Regions from separate parts of the Mus musculus genome. Here region 2 is linked to region 1. The links are chromatin contacts, called in public HiChIP or PLAC-seq maps. All regions are on one chromosome and are shown on one strand. Each heading gives the region's core, a stretch centred on a gene start, on an enhancer-like site or on the middle of the called end of the contact. The rest is flanking DNA. Distances are from core to core; before and after follow the strand shown.

Region 1 (5,498 bases), core at 861-3,360:
TCTGCCTCCCAAGTGCTGGGATTAAAGGCGTGTGTCACCACTGCCCAGCCTATATTTTTATATCATACTTTAAACTTTACTTTATCATAATTTTGATGTATAGATTATCGCCGCATATTAAGTTGTGATTTTTTTAATCTCCTTGGGGATTGGTTTTTCTTCATGTACACACAAATTCTTTGCAGAGTCCTGTAAGTACATGAACAGAGCTTCTTCCAGAAAAACATCCAGTCATTTTTATTATCCAGTTAGTAGGTCTGTATTTTATTAGGGGCTATAAAAGTTTTTAAAATGTACTCATTTATTGGTCTATAAAGTATTATAAGGAAATGAATAATTATAATTTTATTTTGTAATTTGATATCTATATCTGTTAAGGTTTGATGAGCTCATTCTACAATAGGATGTCCCTGTGTATTATAGGGGATGTCAGGGGAATATGAGAAACTAAGAGTCAAACATGAATTTTAATATGCCTTTTAAGTTTAAACAATGGTATTTTCTGATTTGAGCCCTTGGCATTATAAACTAATGAAACAAATACTGTATCATATCTTTGAAAGTTTCCCCAGGTTAGGCCAAGGCATAAATAACAATGAGAATGAAGCGTACATACATACAGGAATAAAAGCAAACTTTCCAAAAGACAGGACATGTGTAACATTTGTCTGTTTTAAATTACAGGGATATAGGCTCATCAGGGGTTAAATACCCAAGCTGAGCTAACAGCTTTGCAGGAATGCAGGAGCAGTTTCTCTGAGTGCAATGGTGATTTGTAATGTAAGATCTTGCTAAGTTACCTTCATAGGAAAAGCAACAAGCTTTTGTTAAGAAATTAAATTAATCCTTACCTTCATGTATATGACCAAGAAGCATAGAATGAACTTGAACATGCCCATTAGAGGAAAGGCAATTTCTAAATTGAAGCAAGACTTGTAATTCTGAAAGGTGGGGATAAAATAGTAAAATACCTGTTATACAGTTTTTAAAAGGGGGCTTGTCCTTCATATATAAAAGACAATGTATCTCAGCTACATCATGGTCAGGAGTCATAGTGGAAGAGTAGTCTGGAGTATTTGTGGTACCACCTTAAGCTGAAGTTGCTGTGCCTTACTCCCAGAACATTCAGCAGCCGGTCCTTTCAACTTCAAGGTCAGAGCAGCTGTTGGGCTGGGAAATGGGCAGGAGAACAGGGGTGTGGGCAGGGGTGTATTTTCTCCTGCCACTCTCACAATTCTGTCATGGATATCTTACCATTTTGGGGAAGTTTGAGATACTATGAACCTGGGGTTTTTGGTGATGTTTTAATTAATTTTATAATTTCCAGAATTTTTTCTAAAATATCCTCTTAGATCCGTGGCAGTATCTGTAGTTTGTACACAGGAATTCTCTATGCTAAAGCCTCAATAAAGCTCCTTGAACTCAAATTCTCCCATGTTTCCTAACTCCCCTGTTTCTCTGTTTGCTACTTCATTTCCCTTTTAACAGGGGACTGAATAGACATCCCAAGAGAGCATTTTAGATATTAGTCATATGAGGGACCATTGCAGATTTGATTGAATTAGAAAATGTAGGTTATAAAGCACCATCATATGACTGTAAATACTAACATTTACTGAATAAAGTTACACTCTCCATTAATTTCTCCATTAATATACTAAGGTATATGCAGGCTTTGATCTAAATACACCATTCAGAATATGTCTTCACAGGCTTAGATATTAATATTACATCTTAGGTTTGAATGAAAATGAAAACAAGATTGCTGCAAATTATGACTGAGAAGAACATATATTGTAGGTTCTGTTAACCCAGGGTATCACCAGAGAAAAACCAATTCCACCATATGGCAAGCTTTATTAATATTTATATCCTGACTAAGATATGGACTTTCCTCACATGATACAGGGGGTTGTATAGGGTATTGTAATTTCCTATGAGGCTTTATTAGTTTCCTAAGACTTGCAGCCTGCAGCATTCCAAGAAGTTACCTGTTCTTCTGCTGGTGGTGCTTAGAGGTTAATTTTTGGCATTTCAGTCTGAGGGAGAAAGCAGTCTGAGTTCTCTGGTTGGATCCAGAATCAGGAGCCAAGAAAGCACCTAGGCAACAATGTCTGCATTGATATGTTAATAGGCACCCCAGTTAGCTTTTCCTCCTGAATTTCTTTAAATACTTCCAAAGTTCAGCCCAGCATGCTTTGAGAGAATGATAGCAGGCTAAAATATTTTTATATGTAGACAACTTCCTGTAGATTAAGACAGAATTAGATAGCATTTTTAAACAATTTTGATTGCTCACTTACATGAGGAAAAATGGCTCCTTAGTTCATGAAAAGCACTCTGCCTATGCACATTCATGTTTTGTTGAATTCTGCAATGTGGACTTCTTGCAGATGTGGGAATGCTTAGACCCTGCACTCAGGGTCTTTTTCAGAGACCTCTTGTTGGAGAAGATCAACTGTCTGCATTCTTTTTTTTTCATTTTTTATTAGATATTTTCTTCATTTACATTTCAAATGCTATCCTGAAAGTCCCTTTTACCCTCCCCCTGCCGTGCTCCCCTACCCACCCATTCCCACTTCTTGGCCCTGATGTTCCCCTGTACTGGGACATATAAAGTTTGCAAGACCAAGGGGCCTCTCTTCCCAATGATGGCAGACTGGGCCATCTTCTGCTACATATGCAGCTAGAGACACGAGCTCAGGGGGGTACTGGTTAGTTCACGTTGTTGTTCCACGTATAGGTTGCAGACCCCTTCAGTTCCTTGGGTTCTATCTCTTCCTCCTCCATTGGGGGCCCTGTGTTCCATCCAATAGATGACTGTGAGCATCCACTTCTATATTTGCCAGGCACTGACATAGCCTCACAAGAGACAGCTATATCAGGGTCCTTTCAGCAAAATCTTGCTGGTGTATGCAATAGTGTCTGCTTTTGGTGGCTGATTATGGGATGGATCCCCAGGTGGAGCAGTCTCTGGATGGTCCTTCCTTTACTCTCAGCTCCAAACTCTTTCTCTTTAACTCCTTCCACGGGTATTATGTTTCCTATTCTAAGACGGAATGAAGTATCCACACATTGGTCTTTCTTCTTAATTTTCTTGCGTTTTGCAAATTGTATCTTGGGTACTCTAAGTTTCTGGGCTAATATTCACTTATCAGTGAGTGCATATCAAGTGAGTTCTTTTGTGATTGGGTTACCTCTCAGGATGATCTCCTCCAGATACATATATTTACCTAAGAATTTCATAAATTCATTGTTTTTAATAGCTGAGTAGTACTCCATCATGTAAATGTACCACATTTTCTGTATCCATTCCTCTGTTGAGGGACATCTGGGTTCTTTCCAGCTTCTGGCTAAAATAAATAAGGCTGCTATGAACATAGTGGAGCATGTGTCCTTTTTACCAGTTGGAACATCTTCTGGGTATATGCCCAGGAGAGGTACTGCTGGATCTTCTGGTAGTACTATGTACAATTTTCTGAGGAACCACCAGACTAATTTCCAGGGTGGTTGTACAAGCTTGCAATTTCACCAGCAATGGAGGAGTGTTCCTTTTTCTCTACATTCTATCCAGCATCTGCTGTTACCTGAATTTTTGATCTTAGCCATTCTGACTAGTATGAGGTAGAATCTCAGGGTTGTTTTGATTTGCATTTCCCTGATGATTAAGGATGTTGAACATTTTTTCAGGTGCTTCTCAACCATTCAGTTTAGGAAGTTGTTTCCTGATCCAACAAGTTCAAAGCTATTCTCCACTTTTTGTTCCATTAGATTAAGTATGTCTGGATTTATAATGAGGTCTTCGCTTCACTTGGACTTGAGTATTATGCAGAGTGCTAAATATGGATCTATATGCTTTTTTCTACATGATGACATCCAGTTAGACCAGCATCATTCATAGAACATGTTCTCCCCTTTCCATTGTATAGTTTTAGCTTCTTTGACAAAATTTAAGTGTCTGTAGGTGTGTGGGTCTAATTTTGGGTCTCCTATTGAATTCCATTAATCCACCTACTTATTTCTTTCTATACCAGTACCATACAAATTTTTATTACTATTTTTCTGCCATACATCTTTAAGTTACAGAAATTGATAGCTCCAGATTTTTTTTTGTTGTTCAAGAACATTTTATCTATCCTGTGGTTTTTGTTTTGTTTGCTGTTCCATACAACGTTGAGAATATTTCTTTCAAGATCTGTGAAGATTTGTGCTAAATTTTTGATAAGAATTGTACTGAATGTCTAGATTGCTTTTTGGTAAGATGGACATATTCATTATGTTAATCCTATTGATACATGGACAAGGGAGATCTTTCCATGTTCTGATATCTTCCTGATTCTTTCTTAAGATACTTTAAGTTCTTCTCCTACAGGTTTTCACTTGCTTGTTTAGAGGTAACTGAAGGTATTTTCTTTTGTTTGTGGCTAAAGTGGAGGGTTCTGTTTCCATAACTTCTTTTTCAACCCTTTTAATCAATTGTGTGTAGGAGGGCTAAGGCTTTCTTTAAGTCAATTGTGTATGCAGACACTTTACTAAAATGTTTATCAACTGTAATTTTCTGGTAGAATTTTTTGGCTCACTTATCTACTGTTGTGTCCAGTCAGCGGATCACATGTCTGGATTCTAGCCTGGAAAGGCATCTTGGAAACCTGGAAGAGAAGAAGGGCTAGGCAGCGCGAGAGAAAGATGCAGCTAAGACAGTCATCCTGATCAAAGCTCAGTTTTAGTATTTCAACACGCAGTTATGAAGGAGGGGAGGGGGGCCCGATTCCCGACAAATAATCCTGGAGTCCAGTAGCAGGGTGACCACGTGTATGGCTCCGGAACAGCAAAGCGGTGGGCTCCAGCAATGGGCGTGGCAGAACGATTGAGCGGGAAGTTCCATCCTGATGTAAACAGTGGAACCTTGGCAGGCAGGTTTCAAGTTGGGGGAGGGGAGGCTATAATATACATTATCATATCAACTGAATTTCTTCTTTTCCAAATTGTATCCCCTTAATCTCTTAAGCTGCTTTATTGCTTGAGCTAATATTTCTAGTACTCTACTGAAGAGATGACGGGAGAGTGGACAGCTTTTTCTTGTCCCTGATTTTAATGCAAATGCTTTAAATTTCTCTCTATTTAGTTTGATTTTGAGTATTAGATTGCTAAACATTGCCTATATTTTGTTTAGGTATACCCCTTGCATTCTGTCCCTCCAAACTTATCATAAAGGGGTGTTGAATTTTGCCAAACACATTTTTGGCGTCTGGTGAGATATTTATGCGGTGCTTTTCTTTCACTTTTTTTTTCCTATGGTGCATTATTGTGATTGCTTATCCTGGTTGCCAACTTGACTAAACCTGGAATGCACTACCATCCATGAATAGAGGAAATACCTGTGATCAAGATCTGCGGCTTTAAGAAACAGGCTTCTGCCTTACATCGTGAAATGGGATGAGAACACTTTTATTCAGTCCTTGAGGCCATAGAGGCCATGAGATGGTTAGGCCTAGATA
Region 2 (5,498 bases), core at 1,641-4,140, 67 kb after region 1:
GGGGCTCAGCACAGCATGAAGGCTAATTCTGATTGTCTAGTTGGTTGGATCTGAAATTAACTATGAGACAAACCTCTGTGTGGGTCTATAGAGGTGTTTCTAGGGTGGGTGAAGATTCCCAGAGGAGACAGAAGTTAAAGGAAAATACACTGCTATTTGTTTGCCTACCTTCATTCCTTGCTGGTAAGTGTGCCTGTCTCATTTCTTTGAGAAGCCCAGTTTCTTCAGCCTTTCAATATGGGCTGAAGCCCAGAGACTCTCCAGGAATGCCCAAGGCCTTCAACACCATATTGGAACTGCTAAGTCATCCAGCTCATGGATAGAGGAACCACTGGGTCCATATCATGGAAGTCAATGCAACCAGTCTTCCTTATGATATGTATTCTGTCTCAGATCCTCTCCTAAAGGACCCTGACTAACACATGTGTTACTGTGTGAACTCCTGGAGGGTGGGTGTTCCTGTCTCTGTCTCCCATGTAGGGAGCTGGTATGACTGGCTGGAACCTCCATCTGTGAACTTCTCTGATGCTCCCTTCTGGAGCAACAAATGCCACTATCCTTGAATCAGACAAGGCAGTATGACATGACAGAGTAGGCAGCTGCCCTTTAAGATGCAATTTCAGCTACTGCAGAAGGAACACAACTCCACTTCCCACAGCTCCCATACCTACACCTCCCACACCAAAACCTCCCACAACTTCCACTCCTATATCTCTCATGTCTTTACCACCCACACCTTTACCTCCCACACCTTGGTGACCTCCTACAGTCACTTTGGTTACAGAGCAAGAGGTCAGGTTCCATTTGCAAATCTGACCTGCTTGCTCTTCACCTTAGTGTCCCCAGACTGGAAATGCTGGTGACAGCTACTCTAACTCACTCTCTGTAATATGAGAAGGTGGTACTCAGGGTCCCTGCTCCTTGCCTACAACCTCCTCCTCCTCCTCCCCTCCTCTTCCTCCTTTACTTCCTTCTCCTCTCCTACCTCTTCCTCCCTATGTTTCTCCATCCTCCTTTTAACCCAAAAGAGGTGGATGACTTACAAAGGGCAAATGAGTCAGAGATAGGGAAGCAGAAAAAGAGAATGATTTTACTAAGTTATTATTCAGAGGTGCTTTCTGAGACAGAGAATAAGAGCAACCCTATCATTCACACAGCAGATACCTGGGCAGGAGATCTGTGGTGTCAGCCAACAGCCATTGCATGAGCAAGTAGGCCAGGAGCCTCAGGCTACCAGCTAGCCACCACAGAGGAGACTGCTGTGTACACACAAAAAAGGGACATTTAGCCCAATGGTCATAGAGGACACTGAGGTGGGATGGAAGCATGACCTCATCTGAGAGGATGGAGCCCTAACACTCTGTTATCCAGCTGTGACTCTGCAAGGCGAGTGCATCCTTGATGGGTGGATATAAATTGAGAGAGCATGTGAGATTTTTTTTCTGCTTATATTTTTATTTCATACTTTAAACTTTACTTTATCCTAATTTTGATGTATAGGTTTTCACTGAATATTAAGTTGTGATTTTAATCTCCTTGAGGACAAGTTGTTCTTCATGTACATACAAATTCTCTGCAGAGTCCTGTAAATATATAAACAGATCTTCTCCCAGAAAAACATCAGTCATTTTTATTATCCTGTTAATAGGTCTTTATTTTATTAGGGGCTAGAAAAGTTTAAAAAATTGACTTATTTATTGTTATATAAAGTATTATAAGGAGATCAATAATTATAATTTTACTTTTTTAAAAAGATTTATTTATTTATTATATGTAAGTACACTGTAGCTGTCTTCAGACACTCCAGAAGAGGGCATCAGATCTTGTTACAGATGGTTGTGAGCCACTATGTGGTTGCTGGGATTTGAACTCCAGACCTTCGGAAGAGCAGTCGGGTGCTCTTACCCACTGAGCCATCTCACCAGCCCTACTTTGTAATTTAGATGTCTATATCTTTTAAGGTTTGATGAGCTCATTCTACAATAGCCTGTCCCTGTGAATTATAGGAGATGTCAGTGGAATATGAGAAACTAAGAGTCAAACACCAATTTTAATACGCCTTTTAAGTTTAATATGCCTTTTAAGTATTTTCTGATTTTGAGGCCTTGGCATTATAAACTAATAAAACAAATACTGTATCATATCTTTGAAGGTTTCCCCAGGTTAGGCAAAGGTATAAATAACAATGAGAATTCAGCATATATACATACAGGAATAAAAGCAAACTTTCCCAAAGACAGGACATGTGTAACATTTGTCTGTTTTAAATCCCAGGGATATAGGCTCATCAGGGGTTAAATACCCAAGCTGAGCTAACAGATTTGCAGGAATGCAGGAGCAGTTTTCTGAGTGCAGTGGTGATTTGTAATGTAAGATCTTGCTATGTTATCTTCATAGGAAAAGCAACAAGCTTTTGTTAAGAAATTAAACTAAGCCAGGCATGGTGGCGCACGCCTTTAATCCCAGCACTAGGGAGGCAGAGGCAGGTGGATTTCTGAGTTTGAGGCCAGCCTCGTCTACAGAGTGAGTTCCAGGACAGCCAGGGCTATACAGAGAAACCCTGTCTTGAAACCCCCCCCCCCAAAAAAAAGAAATTAAACTAATCCTTACCTTCATATATCTGATCAGGAAGCACAGAATGACCTTGCACATGTCCAGTAGAGAAAAGATAATTTCTAATCTGAAGTAAGACTTGTAATTCTGAAAGTTGGGGTTCTGAAAATTGTAAAATATCTGTTCCACAGGTTTTAAAAGGGGGCTTGTCCTTCATATTTAAAAGACAATGTATCTCAGATGCCTAGTGTTCAGGAAGTTGTATTGGGAGAGTATTTGAGGTACCTCCTTAAGCTGCAGCTGCTGTGCCTTACTCCCAGAACATTCAGCAGCTTTCACCTTCAAGGTCAGTGGAGCTGTTGGGATGGGAAATGGGCAGGAGCAGAGCAGGGGTGTGGAGCAGGGGTGCAGTTTCTCCTGCCACACTCACAATTCTGTTGTGGGTATCTTACCATTTTTAGGAAGTTTGAGATTCTATGAACCTGGGGGTTTTGGTGATGCTTGAATTAATTGTATACTTGCCAGAATATTTTTCTAAATAACCTCTTCGATCCTTGGCAGCCTCTGTAGTTTGTACACAGGAGTTCTCTTTGATAAAGCCTCAATAAAGCTCCTTGAACTCAAATTCTCCCATGTTTCTTAACTCCCCTGTTTCTCTGTTTGCTACTTCATTTCCCTTTTAACAGGGGACTGAATAGACATTCCAAAAGAGCTTTGTAGATATTAGTTATATGAGGGACCATTGCAGATTTCACCGAATTAGAAAATGTAGGTTATAAAGCACCATCAAATGGCTGTAAATATTAACATTTACTGAGTAAAGTTACAATCTCCATTAATTTTACACTGAGGTATATGCAGGTTTTGATGTAAATACAGCATTCAAAATGTGTCTTCATAGGATTAAGTATTAATGTTACACCTTAGGTTTGAATGAAAAACAAAGACAAGATTGCTGCAAAGTATGGCTGAAGAGAAGATATATTGTTGGTTCTGTTAAACCAGAGAATCGCCAGAGAAAAATGAATTCCACCATGTGGGTAAGCTTTATTAGATATTACATCCTGACTAAGAGATGGACTTGGGTCACATGCTACAGGGGGTTGTATAGGCTATGAGGATTTATCATTTTCCTAAGACTTGCAACCTGCAGCATTCCAAGAAGTTACCTGTTTCTTGGGCTGGTGGTGCTTAGAGGTTATAATATATGCCAGAGGACCAGGCACAAACCTATACAGGCCCTGTGTTTATTGCTTTTTTCTCTGTAAATTCACATGAACCTGGTTCATTTGATTCAGATAGCCTTTTCTCCTTGGGTCCTCTAACACATCTGGCTATTTCATTCTTTCTCACATGCAGTTGCCTGACCTATTTTGGGGTAGGTTTGATTTAAAGGTCTGTGACAAGGACTCTTGTCTTTACTTAACATCTGTGGGTAGGTTTCTGCATCTCTTCCTGTCTGATGCAGGAGGAAGCTTCTTGGATGGTGACAGAATAAGACACTGGTCTTGAGTATAACAGAATATCATTGGGGATCACATCGTTGATATTTTTCCTTGAGTGGTAGTGTTTGTTTTTCCCCTGGGTGTTTATTTTATCTACTGTGTGGTTCCTAGCTACTCATGCAGAATTGGTTATGAGTTTCAGCTTACAGAGTAGGATTTACGTCAAAAGAGACATTGGTTAGCTTTTCTTACATGGTTTGTGCCATCATTCCCCTAGCATATCTGGCAGGTAGACAAGATTTTAGCCAAAGGTTTTGAGGCTAGGTTGCTTTTCACATTTCTCTTTTGTTAGCCTGTTTAGCAACTTCACATACCAAAGAAAATATTATATAGGCAGGAAGGTTCACCTTCTCTGTGTCCAGTGAGTTCTCTGAATGATATGCTTGGTAATAGAGAACTGCTCTCAATTTTAACAGAGCAAAGAGTTATCTTAGCAACTGCCTAGGTTGCTTAGGGATCTAAGGGACCCACTTAGCCAACAACTCAATTGAATAAAACTCAGGTAGTGTACTAGAAAGCTCATTTGAAGCAAATACCATGTCAGTTGGGACTGCTTCACCCCCATTAGTAGGTCACTGAATATTGATTGTCTTTATAGCATTTAGGAAGTATATACCACTATAGGCTTCCATATCATCACTCAAATACCCCTCTAATTTCCAACTGTCTCTCAGCATTTTCTTCTTCAACCTTAACTTCCCTCCTACTTTCTACCTCATTTTCCCATTCACATCTCCATCTGCCTCCAGTCGATCCATGAAATCTATTTTATTTACCTGCACCAGGGAATCTGTGTGCCACTGTGTGCCACTGTGTGCTCTGAAGTCAACTCTTCTATACTTAATATCTCTAAATACAATGGGCTTATCCAGTTCATTATTTTAGCATTGGCTAATATCCACACATAAGTGAATATATTCCATATTTCTCCACCTGTGTCTGGCTTACCTTCATAGATAATTTTTTTCTAGGTACATCTATTTGTCTGAACATTTTAATATGGATGAATATCTATCTATCTATCTATCTATCTATCTATCTATTTATCTATCTATCTTTCATCAAAGTAATGAACAGCTGATATAAATTATCAGCTGTCTCTCTAAAAACAGAGAAGTCAGAACTGAGTTCCACATCTAGAGTAAGTTGCCTCAGTTGCTGTGGGAATGCTAGAACAACAGCTGCAGGGCTTTCCCCGTGTCTCAGATTCTTCACTCCCTCCAGGTATCCAATGGTACCTATGAAAGGGGAAAGGAAATTGTTAAACTCCGTAACCACACAAATGTCACAACAACCTTATCACTACTGATGTTAGCTACTGTACATCACAGTCTCTAATACTAGCAACAGTATCAAGACCAGATCTCAAACACCTGTTCCCATTGATCCTTCCTGTCCTGACTGGCTAGCATACGGCCTGTGCTCCACTGAAATTATATC

The links. HiChIP or PLAC-seq counts read pairs in DNA pulled down with a chosen protein or histone mark.
Region 2: a contact with region 1 is called in an H3K27ac HiChIP or PLAC-seq map of embryonic stem cells, with 5 times the contacts expected there. The contact joins two enhancer-like sites. A contact is called at or near these places in 7 of 484 Hi-C or Micro-C datasets (the G1E-ER4 cell line, embryonic stem cells, liver and 2 more), 6 of 115 datasets of contacts at active chromatin or transcription factors (double positive thymocytes, embryonic stem cells and stem cell-derived anterior neural progenitor cells) and 1 of 9 other capture datasets (embryonic stem cells).

The regions. Positions count from the first base shown.
Region 1 is chr4:145,487,476-145,492,973 of GRCm38.p6, forward strand. No RefSeq gene overlaps it. Among named protein-coding and RNA genes, the nearest start is that of Zfp990, 21 kb to the right of the region's middle. Within about 2 kb of position 2,111, at least 1 of the 459 cell types and tissues checked has an H3K27ac peak or open chromatin away from gene starts, as enhancers often do. A contact at or near this core is called in embryonic stem cells, where this site is marked.
Region 2 is chr4:145,553,966-145,559,463 of GRCm38.p6, forward strand. No RefSeq gene overlaps it. Among named protein-coding and RNA genes, the nearest start is that of Gm13212, 28 kb to the right of the region's middle. Within about 2 kb of position 2,891, at least 11 of the 459 cell types and tissues checked have an H3K27ac peak or open chromatin away from gene starts, as enhancers often do. A contact at or near this core is called in embryonic stem cells, where this site is marked.